Regions from separate parts of the Mus musculus genome. Here region 2 is linked to region 1. A link is a contact called in public HiChIP or PLAC-seq data. All regions are on one chromosome and are shown on one strand. The core of a region is the stretch at or near the end of the contact, and the rest is flanking DNA. Distances in the headings are between cores, read along the strand shown.

The links. HiChIP or PLAC-seq counts read pairs in DNA pulled down with a chosen protein or histone mark.
Region 2: a CTCF HiChIP or PLAC-seq map of pro-B cells shows a contact between it and region 1, with 7 times the contacts expected there. The contact joins two enhancer-like sites. A contact is called at or near these places in 2 of 15 datasets of contacts at CTCF or cohesin (large pre-B cells and pro-B cells), 2 of 484 Hi-C or Micro-C datasets (the HPC-7 cell line and embryonic fibroblasts) and 1 of 115 datasets of contacts at active chromatin or transcription factors (embryonic stem cells).

The regions. Positions count from the first base shown.
Region 1 is chr8:126,384,187-126,391,549 of GRCm38.p6, reverse strand. It overlaps Slc35f3 (solute carrier family 35, member F3), which reads right to left. Exons shown (of 8, transcript NM_001363500.1): 5 at 4,596-4,721; 6 at 2,275-2,467; 7 at 417-506. Among named protein-coding and RNA genes, the nearest start is that of Gm51604, 35 kb to the left of the region's middle. Within about 2 kb of position 3,794, at least 8 of the 459 cell types and tissues checked have an H3K27ac peak or open chromatin away from gene starts, as enhancers often do. A contact at or near this core is called in pro-B cells, where this site is marked.
Region 2 is chr8:126,916,253-126,923,615 of GRCm38.p6, reverse strand. No RefSeq gene overlaps it. Among named protein-coding and RNA genes, the nearest start is that of Gm31718, 12 kb to the right of the region's middle. Within about 2 kb of position 2,580, at least 154 of the 459 cell types and tissues checked have an H3K27ac peak or open chromatin away from gene starts, as enhancers often do. A contact at or near this core is called in pro-B cells, where this site is marked.

The DNA of each region.
Region 1 (7,363 bases), core at 2,545-5,044:
AGAGACTGGGCAGGAGGACTGCAGATTCAAAGACTGTCTGGGCTATGAAGTGAGTTCAAAGCTAGCCATACCCTGTCTCAAAATAGAATGTTGAAAATAGTTCAGTGGTAGGGAGCCTGCCTAGTATGCATGAGGCTCTTAGTTCCATCCCAAGTACAGCAAGATAGCTAGCACAACAACAGCACAAACCTGGCATGGAAAAAGACTGTGTATGCAACAAAGGGCTATATACTAAGTATGCTAAGTGCATCTTCTTTCTTTGCAGAGGTTGAACATGCATTATGCAGCAGCCACAGTAATAACAGATATAAGTGGCTATGTGAAAGTGTGTGTGTGTGCGTGTACGTGTGTGTAAGCCAAAGAGATGGTGTGTGTATGACACACAGAGAGGCAGAGATCCATGAAACAATGCTTACCTGCATTTACAGGTACACTGAGGACAATTCCAAGAGACATCAGCGTGGGATACGTGACAGCAATTCCAAAATTTAATACAATATTGAATGCTGAAATAGAGAATTTTGAAGACTGGAGTTACCCATAACTGTCCTATCCTTGACTTCTGGGCTGGCTCATTTGGCCTCAGTTCTCAGACAGTCAGGAGGTAGGCATTACAAGGAGTCCTGTCATTCCATGAACTTGAGCTTTTTTCTTGAAGGCGCAGGACTGGAATTAGGAGGAGCATTTTATCAAGTCTCAGGGGGCTAGGGAAATGGCTCAACGCTTAAGAGCACTGATTGCTCTTCCAGAGGTTCTGAGTTCAATTCCCAGCAACCACATGGTGGCTCACAACCATCTGTAATGGGATCAGATGCCCTCTTCTGGTTTGTCTGAAGACAGCTACAGTGTACTCGCATACATAAAATAAATAAATAAGAAAATAAAAATAAACCTTAAAAAAAAAACCGAGAAAACAAGTTTCAGAACCTGAGGGAATGGGTCTGAAAAAAAGTAACCAAAGAGCTTCTGCTGTTCTTCATTGTTGGTTCTGTTCCTGGGTGGCTGAATAAGGGACGTGAGGTGTCCTTAGCTTTAATTGTCAACCTGACAGCCTATTCTCAGGTCTCAGTTAAAGAATTGCCAAGATCAGAGTGACCCGTGGACGTGTCAGTGGGGGTCTGGGGGGTTGTTTCGACTGTTAGTTGATGTTAAGAAGACTCAGTCCACTGTGGGTGGCATCAATCCTTAAGCAGGTGGTCCTGGGCTTCAGAAGCTAGCTAAGTGTGACCCAGCGACTGAGCTATAAAGCCAGCAAGCTGTGTTCCTCCACGGTTTCTGCTTCAAGCTCCTGTGTGAGTTTCTGCTCTGATTCCCCTTAGTGTTAGACTGTGACCTGGAAGTGTAGCCAGATGAATCCCTTTCCTCCTCTAAGGTGCTTTTGGCTGCCACGGCCGTCTGTCCGGCCGTCTGTCACAGCAGCAAAATGAAACTAGAATGAACTCCTGAGGGTCTCTGTCACTTTTCTCCCCAGCAGCAGCCTTTACCTAGCAGTGAAATGCTAATGAGAATGGTAATTAATTACTGTGGAAGAACAGAGACATTACCTATCCCCAGCTGCCACTATGCTATTCAGAGCAGCAGTGACAGCTGATATGACAACTGCCACGACAATGACCACAGTTCTGCAAAGCCCCTCCTAAAGTCCAAGGAGATGGCTCAGCAGTTAAGAGTACCAGTTGTTCTCTCAGAGGACCAGGGTTCAATTCCCAGCACCTACATCAGACAGCTCACAGTCTGCTTAGTAACTCCAGCTCCAGGACATCTGACAGACACCCTGTTCTGGCCTCTGTGGACACCTGCGTGTACTCACTCCCTCACCCACATGCACATGTAAACAAAAATAAAAATAAGGGATAGAGAGATGGCTCGGGGCTTAAGAGCACTTGCTGTTCTCACAGAGGACACCAGGTCTGGTTTCCAGCACCCACACTGTGGCTCACAACCATCTGTCACTCCAGTCCTAGGGGATCTGAGATCTTTCTTCAGACCTCCACAGGCATCACATGGTGCGCATCCATGCAGGCAAAACTCGTAAGTGTAAGTATACACTCACACGCTTACAATGAAATGCATACATCTTTTTACATGCCCTACCTTCTAAGGCCACCCCCCAAGAAAATATATATTTAAAAAACCCCTTAAATATTGTTCTTTTAAGAAGTCGCAAGGACTTTGAAAAAGAGGGAGAACTGCAGGACAGCAAGGGAGCACAGGCTTTTCCTTCTGTGTCTGTTGTTATCTGCTGGGGCTTCTGCCCAGGAAGCTGCTACTTACTCAATAAGAGAATGGAAAACCCACAGAGGTTTCCCCATGGAATGTCGTCGAAGGAGTTCCAGTACTCCACCCTGGTGAAATAGAGGATGACGGGGATGCAGGTGATGAAGAGGATGTTGAACACACCCAAGATGGACAGGAATAAGGCCGCTTCTCCGAACTTGGCGCTGCCCAGCAGCAGCTTGAACAGAACCTGAGAGAGAGAGAGAGAGAGAGAGAGAGAGAGAGAGAGAGAGAGAGAGAGAAGGCCGTGAGGATAAACCCAGATCCATCTATGTGGAAATCTGGGGGCTGCCAGCACGGTGGGCACCATCGTTCCACCGGGTTTTACCTGCCTCGTCTGTCAGTGAAGCCTGATGAGGCTTGATGGAGTTTCACAGTCCACATGCTATGTAGCAGCAGTTCAGGCTGAACTATGTCTGTCCTCACAAACCTTGTCTTCAGGAGTCATAGACCTGCATACTGCACGCGGCTGTTATATGTTATGCGCACCATGCTTAGAATGCAGAGAACTGTCTGCCAGCCACAATTGCACAGCCTCTCTGGAGCCTCCAAATGGATCCTGACCCAGGACAATACTCTTACACTCTCTCACTCTCTCTCTCTCTCTCTCTCTCTCTCTCTCTCTCTCTCTCTCTGTGTGTGTGTGTGTGTGTGTGTGTGTGTGTGTGTGTGTCCCTGAGGGTCTGAGGCTTAGAGATTGACCTCTGGTGTCTTCCTGGATTAATTTCCTGGATTTATATATTGGGACAGGGTCTCTATTTGAACCCAGAGCTTGTCTATCTGGGTGGTTTAGTTAGACAGCTTCTTTGTAGGGTCTCTCATCGCTGTCTTCCATGTACTGGGATCATAGATGGGTTGCTATGCCCAGTTAGCACTTAAAGAGGACTGGGATTCTGAACTCCGGACCCCATGCTTGCAGGGCAAGCAGTTTTACCTGTGAGCAGCACATCAAACAGCCATCCCCTCCTCCCCCCACCCAAAAAAAAAAAAGAGGCCTTTATCTGCAAAGATGTTTTCTCTGAAACAAAATTGAGGGACTTTGCTAGTCTCTGCTCCATCTTACCTCCCTTTGTAGAAATGGCACAGGCCTTAATGAACTGCACTAGACTCAATCCTCCTGCAGTAGTCTTGTTTGCACATCATTTTTGATATTCAAAGGGCTGGAGACAGAGGACAGATGTGACTGTGTGGCCAGAAGCTGGACTCAGGCATCACAGTGGGCCCTATCCAACTTGTTTTGTGAATAAGGAGCCCAGTCAAGTGGCTGTCCGTCTAGTCTTCCTGGTTCCTTTGCCTGGTATGCTCCCCACATATATGCAGGCAATCGGGAAAATGACTGTCTAGGTAGTCCCTCTAGACAGGTGCTGTGGTTTAAAGGTGACGTGTCCCCCGCAGGCTTGTGTGTTTAAACTTGTGGTCCCCAGCTGGAAGCTTTACGAGGAGGAGCCTAGTTAGAGGCAGAGATCCCTGGGAATGGGTGGGGCCTAGCTGGAGGAAGTGCTACCCAGGGGTGGAGCCTAGTTAGAGGAAGTGATCCCTGGGGGTGGGTGGAGCCTAGCTAGAGGAAGTGATCATTGGCTGTGTGTGTGTGTGTGTGTGTGTGTGTGTGTGTGTGTGTGTGTGTGTGGACATTTTGTAGCCCTGGAAATGTCTCCATCTTCTATTCTCTATCTAAGGAGGAGAGAGAGGACCTAGAGAAGAGGAAAAGAGAGGAGAGGGAGAGACAGTAGCTAGGAAATGATGGCATGGAGCCTGACAGAATTGGTGTAAGGGCAGGGCACCCTGCTATGCAACAGTCATTTGTTGTCTTTAGACTGGCACTTAGGGAGTACTTTCCAACGACGTCTAATATTTGTCAAAACTTTGTTTTTTCTTTTCTGAGGCAAAGGCTCAAGACAAGCTTGTGGCAATGCTCCTGCCTCCGTGAGTGATGGCATGGAAGACATAAGCCACTCTGCCGAGCGCTTGCCAAAGATACTTTTGCGTGTTTATTTCACAAGTAGTGTTTGAACCGTCATGGACTCATAGTGCTTGGTGCTCCCCAAATCACACAGCCACGGAGTTATATGACAAAGACATACACATAATCCAGTCTCCATGTCCCATCAGGCACAAGCATGGATGGGTCCAGGGGTCCCGTCTTTCTCAGCTGCCTGCTTGGACCCTGCTCTGGTGCTGTCTGTCTCTTCATGCATACTGGAAATATATACTCTTTTTAGAAGCTCACACACCATCCTGAATGTCTGAAGTGACAGGCTGTGAGTCCCAGAGCTCTGCTATGCCCAAACCTGCGGGGAAGGTGCATTCATTGTGCCTACCTTGTAAAGGGCTGACATGGAAGCAGAGCCCACCACCAGGGCTATGCCAATGACTGAGTGACTGTGGAAGCCATCGGCATAGGTCATCATGACAATGCCAGCGATGGCAAGGATGGCGGCCACGATCTATGAGAGGGAGAAAAACATTGTCAGGTCATGGAGGGAGGAGACATTATAAGGACTTGGAAGGAGGTGTAAGTGCTTTAAGAGGTAGAATGTTCCATTCATGGGTTCTTCCAGATAGACTCATGGAGCGAGAAGGGCTGGAGCTTACAGGACACCTATCCGAGCAGAACCAAACTGCTGAGGCACGGGTAGCCAGGGTGGTGGTTTGGCTTTGTCTCAGGCTGCATCCAGGGCTGGCCACTGAGCCTTGACAGGTTGGTGATTATATTCTGAGGACAGGTTCTTCAGTCATGACAAGGCCTGAGGTTAAGTACCTAGTCAGCACCTGGGAACTACTGAGTTCTCTTCCCATCTTCCACAGGTACCTTACAGGGCCCAGACTTGGTGTTTTTAATTCACAACAGGGATCACACGGTGGTGGGAGCAGAAGTTGTCCTCACTTTGACACACTAGCCCTAGGGGCTGGCAACACCACTGTCCTTTGAGGACTGTAGATCACACCTTGACCCAGAAGTGTGGTCCCTCTCCCTTCTCCTTAGCCATTTCTTCCCTGGGTCTCTCCTCTATGCTGTTCTTAGCACTTGCAGGTTGTGGGGTGCAATCTCTAAGGGAAAGAGTTCTGGCATCCAGAACACATGCAGAGTCCAAGCAGAGGCAGCTGCAGTGCTCACAGAGCCCCCAGGGAGCTAGGAGAGGGGGAGACCCTTCAATATTGACCTTAGTGGCAGCATCTGACGACTAAGCTTCAGGAGCCAACATTGAGCATGTCCTATGCTTAAGCTCAAACCAGGGGGTTAGTGACACTCACCCTCTTTTATAGAAGCAAGACCCAGAGAGGTTAAGGAATCTGCCCCAGGGCCCACAGCTGGAGGCGGAAGAGTCTAAACAGAGGCTATTGGATAGCAAATCTGGTTTAACATTTAGATGGGTAACATCACCAGGGTGTGTGGCTAATCATCATTGCCAGCTTGAGGGGATTTAGACTCTCACCCTGGGAACACTAGACCTGTCTGTGAGGGACTTTGTACAGGGTTAGTGAAGGTAAGGTGAGTGGGTGGCACCACCCCATGGAGTGAGGAGAAGGTGAGCTGAGCACCAGCTTCCTGACTACAGGTGTAGTGTGGACAGCTGCCTTGTCATTCTGTCTTCCACTACCATGATGTACTGTGTCCCTCCAACCCTCTGAGAACCACAGCCAACTCTCCCTTCCTTAAACTGCCTTTGTCAGCAACAAGAGAAGCAACTAAAACACAGAGTGATCTAGGGCCTGCCGTGCTCTTAGGTGTGGATAGAGGTATGTCTGGGTCATCCTGGGTTACCCTGTGAATTTGATGGCATCCTGGTATGAAGGAAACCCAGAGGAAGGGAGAGAAGGAAGGTGGGGGGGGAGAGGGAGAGAGAGGGAGAAAGAGAGGGAGGGAGAGGGATGGAGAGGGAGAAATGGAGAGGGAGGGAGGGAGAAAGGGAGAGGGAGAGAAGAGAGAGAGAGAGAGAGAGAGGAGAGGAGAGGAGAGGAGAGGAGAGGAGAGGAGAGGAGAGGAGAGGAGAGGAGAGGAGAGGAGAGGAGAGGAGAGGAGAGGAGAGAAGAGAAGAGAAGAGAAGAGAAGAGAAGAGAAGAGAAGAGAAGAGAAGAGAAGAGAAGAAGAGACAGATTTATGATAATTCTGAAAGTATGTGGACTGACATCTGAAGTAACAAAGGAGACTGGGTTATTTTTTCCTGAAGACTTGCAAGGCAGATTCCAGCCTCTCCCATGTTCTTCATTACCAGTTAACAATCAACAGTTAAGAGCTTCCATCTCAACTGGGCTGTGCAGAGATTCAGGGATAGACTAGAGGAGCCAGACAAGAGCAGGCGAGGCTGCCCTCAGCTGTGGAGACAGACAGCTCAGCCCTGTGTGTTCACTCAGGCAGGAAGTACCAGAGACAGTGACTTCCTGGGGTCCTAGCACTGGTCTTGAGGTCTGTGGATCTGTGTGATCCCTGCTCTCTGAGGCTTTAGTAGGAGGCCCTTTGGAAGGTGAGGTTGCCTTCCAAAGTGTGTGGATGCTTTCCCATCTTGCTTTCAAGATCCTTCAGTCAGAAGATCAGAGCCCGGGTCCTCATCTAGCCTGAGAGTTCAAGGAGGCCAAGTGTGGTATGGAAGATATCCGCTGGCTTTATGTTCCATACACTGAGACACTGGAGGGTTCTGGATTCCGTGTGAAAGCATCCCCTGCCTATTTTCTGTGCGACACTGGATTCTCCTCACATCTGTCAAGTTTGTCCTGTGGATTCACAGGTTCTTGATACAACGTCCCAATCCAGGGCACCAGATGATAGCCTCTCTTCTCTGGCCACTTTAAAGTCTAGGCAAGCTACAGTTCCAACATTGGTTCTGCTCATGGATGCACAGCCTTGTCACTGGCTCCCAGTCTGAGCATTTGGCTACCATGTGAGAACCTTTGTCCCAGGACTCACAGAATTAATTGTAAGCAGAGTTGGGGACCGGCAGAGCTATGTTTAAACAGACACCTCAGCAGCAACCACCTGGTGACACCAGAAGTGACCAGGGTCTCCAGAGTATTAGAAGATATGTTTCCTTACATTTTGGACCTGTCCACCACCTAGGTCACTAGAACTGCGGATGCCCCTTCCCATCTT
Region 2 (7,363 bases), core at 1,331-3,830, 530 kb before region 1:
TTCGCAAGTTCAAAGACCAACCTGGGAAACCTGGTGAGGCCTCATCTCAAGGGCTGAGACTGGCTGTGGAGATAGCTCAGTTGCTAAAATGTTTGTCTTTCAAGCATGAGGACCTGAGTTCAACCCTTCACCCTCCCCAAAGCTGGAAAGGTAAAGTCTCAGAGGCTGGCCGGCCACACTATGTAGTACCCTGTAGCTCCAGGGCAGCGGGAGACTTTGTCAAATGAACAAAGTGTTTGCAGGACAAACTGAGGTGGTCTACCGGCCTGCACATGCAAGCACACAAACACACATATACACCTGTGCACATGAATGCACATACAAACACACATGTACAACATACATGCACAACACACACATAAGCACGACATACACACATGCACACCACATACACACGCCAATGCATACCACACACACATGCACACCACAGACACACACAGCACACGTGCATGCACATGCACACGCACACACACACTCGCAAGTTCGTGCTAGAGATGTAACTCAGTAGTAGAGCACTTGCTAAACATGCACAAGACCCTGACTGATCTCCACTGTGAAAAAAAAAATCAAACTATAACAAGAGAAGAGGCTCTTGTGAACAAGTCACAGGGAAGAGGTGCCAGGGGTGAGTGCTGGGAGACTGAATGGGTGTGAACAGCAGCAGCTGGCTGCCTCTCTGCTTCCTCAGTCCTTGGCTAACATGTACAGCTTTAGACCCTAGCAGAGACTGACTGTCTCCAAATTTGACACAGTTCTGTTTTGTAGGAGGGAGATTTGAATGGCCTTCTTTCTATAGGACATTCATCCACTTTCTGTCCAGCCAACAGTGACCCAGGTCTTGAGTTACATGACTTGATGACAGTGACTCTGCAGGCCTGGCAGGAGTGTGTCTAAAGCATGGGACCGTAGGAACCCACTCCAAACGTGGTTATGCTACCCAATGTTCAAAAAAGGCAAATGTGAGGTGAACAGAGGTGTGTGGGAAAGGAAGTATCCTGGTGCCATTTCTGTTGCAGTGAGGAGAAAGGGTTTATTTAGTTTTCAGACCCCAAGTAACAGCCCATCATTGGTAAGAAATCAACGCCAGAACTTCACACAGCCAGTCATATATCACCCACAGTCAAGAATGGAGAGAAATAAATGTATATATTCTTGCTTTCTTGTTTGTTCCTGCTAGGTTTCTCTATTAGTATACAGTTTAGGAACCTCTGCCTAGGAATGGTGTCGCCCACAGTGGGCTGGGTCTTCCTGCATAGATTAAGACAATGTCCCACAAACAGGACAACCCGACGCACACAGTCCCCCACTGAGACTCCTTCCAGATGATTCTAGGTTGTTCCAAGTTGACAATCAAAGCTGGCCACCATAGGGAATGAGGCTTGAAGTCCTGCCCTACCGGGTCGCATATTTAGGCCTCAGAGCTGACTTTGGATCTCCTGGATCTTGCCCTGCTTCCTGTTTCCTCAGGCGAGGCCACCTCCTCAGAGATACAAGAGCGTCAGGACTTGAACCGTTAGGCATCCCCTCCCTCCTCATTCCTCTCTCAGTTACCTAAACATAGGACTGCTGAGTTCTAAGTCTTCTGTGGTGTGTGTGTATTGTGTGCAGGTGTGCTTGTGTACATGCATGTGTGTCCTTGTATATATGAAGGCCAGAGATCCATGTTGAGTGTCTTCTGTTCCTCTTCACCTTATTTTTCTAGAATATCACCAAGCCTGGAGCTCACTGTTCAGCTACACTGGCATCCCAGGAGCCCCTCTTGTCCTCTGCCTCCTTAGCACCAGGATGTTCACATAACACCATGCCATGCTCTCCCACCCCCACTTTCTCAAAATGGGTTCTGGGGACCTGAACTCGTGCTTGCGCAGCAAGGAATTCACCCACTGAGATATCATCTCATCCCATTCCTTTCAGTTTGAGACAGAGTTACCTGGTTCAGGCTGGCCTTGAACTTGTGACCAACATCTTCCTACCTATGGGACCAGAGAGATGGCTCAGCACTTGAAAGGGCTGGCTGCCTTTCCAGAGGACCTGAAACCATTTCCAGCACCTATACAACAGCTCACACTTGTCTGTTACTCCAGTTTCAGGGGATCTGATGCCTTCTCCCTATCATCATGAGCAGTAGGAGTACACGGTCATGGTGCACAGATATACATACTCAAAAAATACCCATGACATAAAAGTAAAGGAAGAGATTCCTCTTTGTACTCGGATCATAGGTGTGTTGTCTCATGCCCAGCTGAGACGGTGGCTTTTGTACTGATTCTTACAGAGATGTCTCCTTGTGTGCTGATGTTCCCAGCAAGCACTTGTGAGTTTGCTTGCCTGAATGCATGGAATTGATTAGACACTGTGCACATGCCCGGATGTATACATCTCTGATTATATTGCCAGGGATTGGCATTTACCGAACAGTTCAGAGCTCTAGGCTGGGGGTGCTTCTGAGTCCCTAGGTAAAGTCCCAACCCTTTTTTCTCTCCAGGTAGCTCAGGCTGGCACAGACATCCTGCACTGGCTCACTGGGCCACTTGATGGCAGTGTGAGAATTGAGAAAAGAGGCTCTTGTCTTGCAAATCTTAGCAGCTCTCTCCCAGTGGCCACTTCTACCTCTGCAGCCACCCAAGCCAAACAGAAAGCTCTCTGCTCAGTCTACCGCTGTGCCCTGCCCCTTGGCCAGATCCAGGCCTCCACTCACAAGCTCTCCGCTCTCCCCTTTCCTGCCCCAAGCTGACAGCAGTCCCTCCTGGTTTTACTTCAGATTTTTGTGTTTTAATTTTAATGTAATTTTTTTTTTTTTTTGAGACCCGATCTAACTCTGTAGACCAGGCTGACTTTGAACTCGCAGAGATCCGCCTGTCTCTGCCGCCCAAGTGCTGGGGCGATACACATGTGCCACCGCCTTCGGCTCTTTGTTTTTAAAGTGTTGTCATCTGTGTGTTTCAGAGTCCCTGGGAAGAGGAGCAGAAAATATTATAAGAGCTGGTGGCTTTAGAACAAAAGCAGAAGTGCCTGAAATCCTTCTGGCCAGGGAGGTTGTTTTCTGGAAGAAGGAAATGGCAGAGAGGGCAGAGGAAAGGCAGAGGTTGGGGGGCCAGATCATATGGGGGTCACTACAGGAGGGTGGGGGGGCAGGGTGTGGGGACCTGCTGCTCCATTGTTGGGGAATCTGACACTGGGTTGCATCTTAAAGGCTGTCAGTTCTTGCCTCCCAGCTCTGGTGACAAAACCCTGCTGGAAGGGTTAAGGGCATCAGCACAAGGGCTGGCCTCTGGTTTGTAAACTGGCCTACCAGCCTCCCTCCCTCCCTCCCTCCCTCCCTCCCTCCCTCCCTCCCTCCCTCCCTCCCTCCCTCCCTCCCTCCCTCCCTCCCTCCCTCCTTCCCTCCTTCCCTTCCTACCTGCCTGCTTGCCTGCCTTTTGTTTCTTTTCTGAGACAGGGTTGGTTTCATGTAGCCCAGGCTATCACTAAACTCCTGATCTCTCTTCTTCCACCTTCTGAATGCAGGGATGATAGGTACCTACCATCACACTTGACTAGTTTCTTCCTCCCATAGGCAGATGGGATGGCCAGGCATGCTAGGAGGCTGAGGCAAATGAATTGTAAAGGGTTAGCTTAGGCTACACAGTGAGTTCAAGGGCCAGCCTGGTTTTAAGAGTGAGGCCCGGTCTCAGCCATCACCTCCACCCTCACAAGAGAGATGCGTGTGAGAAGGCCGAGGGAATCCACAAGTTGCCCACATCTTTCTCCCAAGACTTAGGCTGACAGCACTGCCCTCCCACCTAAGGAGATCGCAAGGAGATAGGCTGTGGCTCCTAAGGAATTTGCTGTGGGAAAAAATATTTCTCCAAACGATGACCAGGAAATATTGTCCTGACCAAGGTTGCTGCATGTGCTATCTTGGAAGCATGAGCTGAGGACTGAGTGCTATGTGATCTTCAACAGGGCCCAGTTCTCAGGCTCAGAACAGCCACCCCACACAGGCCACTAAGACCTCACTATCTCCCTTGGTTTACATTGCCATGCTCTCCTGTAGGACAGCCTTGACCTTGAGCAGGACCTAGGCTGGCTGGCTCAGCCTGTATGGAGGTGGGAGGCCACTCTCTGCTGACTCAGACCTGGCCTAGGGCAAGTTCATGCCTCCAGCCTGTGAGTAACACACTGGTGTTTCAGCTTCAAAGGCCTTCCCAGGATTAACCAATTAGTCACCCAGGAGAGCCACAGTGCGGGTTACTGTTGTCTTCACTAGGCTGGAACTGAGGGAGGGAGGGAGTAGGATCTCACTGCAGAGCAGCAGCAGCAATGAGGTGTAGGGTGTCCCACAGCGTGGGAGGGACAGGATGAGGCAAGATGGAGTTGGAGCTGATCACTGAATGAGAGTGAGAGACCTGGGGGAAGTCTCCGGGTCGGGGAGTGGGGGTTCTGGAGAGTCATGGTTCCATGCAAGGAACATCCTTCTTGGGACTGGGGAGATGGCTCAGCAGGTAAAGTGTTTGCTATGTTAGCTTAAGGACCTGAGTTCAGATCTTCCACAGATTACAGATCTTCCACACCCATATAAAAAGCTGGGCTTGTTGGGTCACATGCCTGTGACCCCAGAGCTGGGGCTGAGACATGGAAGACAAGAAGAGCTTTAGAGCTCTCTGCCCAGCTAGTTTAGCCAAAGCAGTGATGTCTAGGTTCAGTGAGAAAGTGTTGCACAGTAGAGAAAGGCTCTAAAGTCAGTGTCTGGCTTCCATCCACACACGCACACAGATGAACACACTTAAACACACACACATGCACAGATGAACTCATTTGTACACACACATACACACACTCATACAGATGAACTCACACACAGATGAGCTCACACACTCTCACACACAGATGAACTAACTCACACACACACACATACACAGATGAACACACTTACACATGCACAGTTAAGTTATACCCATAAGCATACACTGACACAGATGAACTCACACACACATGCATGCACTCTCACACACACATACACACAGATGAACTTACACATATACACACCTACACACATGCACACACACACATACAAGCATACACACACAGGTACTCACACATGCACACACACACACATGCACACAGACATGCATGCCCGGACACACATGCATGCATGCACACACATGTGCACACACAGATGAACTCACTTCCACACACACTCACATGCAGAGGAGGGAGGAAGAGGGGGTGTTGGTAGGGGAACTGGCCCATGAGGGCCACCATGTGTTCTCACCATTGCAGCCCAAACTTATCCTGCCCTTCTGAGCCTTCCTGGCAACTGTAGCAGGAATCTTGGAACAGTTTTTGGTGTGTGTGTGTGTGTGTGTGTGTGTGTGTGTGTGTGTGTGTGTCTGAGAGGGGGGGGGAGGGGAGGGGGAGAGAGGGAGAGAGAGAGATTCTTTTGGTGCAGGGAGAAACTTTTGAACCTTTGAGAGAGTATTTCACATATCCTAGGCTGACTTTGAACTTGCTCTGTCTGTAGATGGCCATAGTCTTGAATTCTTGATCCTTCTGCCTTCACCTCCTGAGTGCTGGGATTACAGGCGTGTGCCATCACATTCAGTTGAGTGTGAGGATTTGGGGACTGAGGGATCATAAAGACCTGCCACTCAAGTATCTTGCACATAACTATTGTAATATGGCCACACATGTGTCCCCCTCAGGTACGTAGTGAAGAAGGTGGGGTTCTTAGAGGAAAGTTAGTGTCTTGGAAGCTGATCGGACAAGCCCTTCTGTGAAGTCTCTCCACAGCTGCTTTTTATAACCTTGGCATCAGCATGAGCTTGGCAATGCCAGCACAGTGTAGCTGGAAAATATTTTCTGCCATTTGAAAACACACACACACACACACACACACACACACACACACACACACACTTGGAAAGGGGAAGAAGGGGGGAAAAGAACCCAGCCAACAACAAACAGAAGTTGTGAATGGTACAGAATGTCTTTGTGGAGTGCTTCCCACCCCCATTACTGCTCCAGTTCATTTTCTCTGCTGCCGATTTTAGAAGGTCAGAAGTCATTGTTGTTGTTAGGCTTTGCCAGTAGAAATGTAACTCTAAGAGAAGAGTCATGTCATAGGCTGTGGCCAGAAAGCCTTTGGAAAGCTGCTCTGGTGGGAGGTACACCTTTATCTGTGAACAGAACCCAGGTATTTTCTGGTAGGTGCTCTAGGGTGGGCCTGCCTCTCAGGAACTCAGGCTAAGGGAATCTCCAAAGCGCCCCCTAACAGGAAAAAGGGTTGATGCACCAAGCTGTCAGCTGTTCCATGTGACTCAGAAACAGAGTCCCTGTTGTTGACGGCAACCCGTAGAGAGGTCTAGATAAGGCTAAACTTGCCCGCTCACAAACTCCCTAACTTGGAAGAAGTGAAAGCTAGGAAGGACAGTAGCCAGGTCAGTGGTCTGAGCTTTGAGACTCTAGCAGGTTGAACATTTGGTTGACCTGGAAGACTGGAGGAGGCAGGTAGGGTCCTGTGATCTCCTCTGGCAGTTTCAATGACAATCAAAGTGAAGAACACAGCTGATTGACATTTCTAATGCCTGAGCTTAGGACCAGCCATAAAAACCCAAAGCCCAGCAAGGTGCCTGCAGCATAGTCAGCCATTGGTATGGAGGATGGCCCCACCATCTCTCTCTCTCCTCTCTCCTGTTATTCTCCATGGCTGGCCATTCCCAGAGGGAGGGGGACACTGTGGACCGGAGTCATCTCTGTCCACAGAGCTGGAACTGGGATGGTTGCTCCAAACGCTGTGTGTGTTTGTAGATAGTTGTGTGAGACCCAGGATTAAAGGCAGCTCTAGTAAGTCCAGTCCCAGAATCAGCCCCCGAGATGCTGAGCTGCCTGCACCTAAGGTGACTGTGATGGTTTGTATATGTTTGGCTCAGGGAGTGGCACTATTAGGACTGTGTAGATTTGTGATCCCAGCATGGAGGCTGAGGAGGAAGCAGGGGAAGGGAGATGCCTGGGGTGGATGCCGTTCTAGCTGAACTGATGAGCTTTGTTACAGAACCAAAACTGTGCAGAGTGATAGAGGAAGACACTGGGCACCAACTTCTGGCTCTTCATGCATGTGCATGAATATGTCCACATGCCCACACGAATATGCCCATATACGCCACATACATACACATATGAAGCAACAACAATTTTGCTGAAAGGACCCTGATATAGATGTCTCTTGTGAGACTAGGCCGGGGCCTAGCAAACACATAAGTAGATGCTCACAGTCAGCTATTGGATGGAGCACAGCGCACCCAATGGAGGAGCTAGAGAAAGTATCCAAGGAGCTAAAGAGATCTGCAACCCTGTAGGTGCAACAACATTATGAACTAACCAG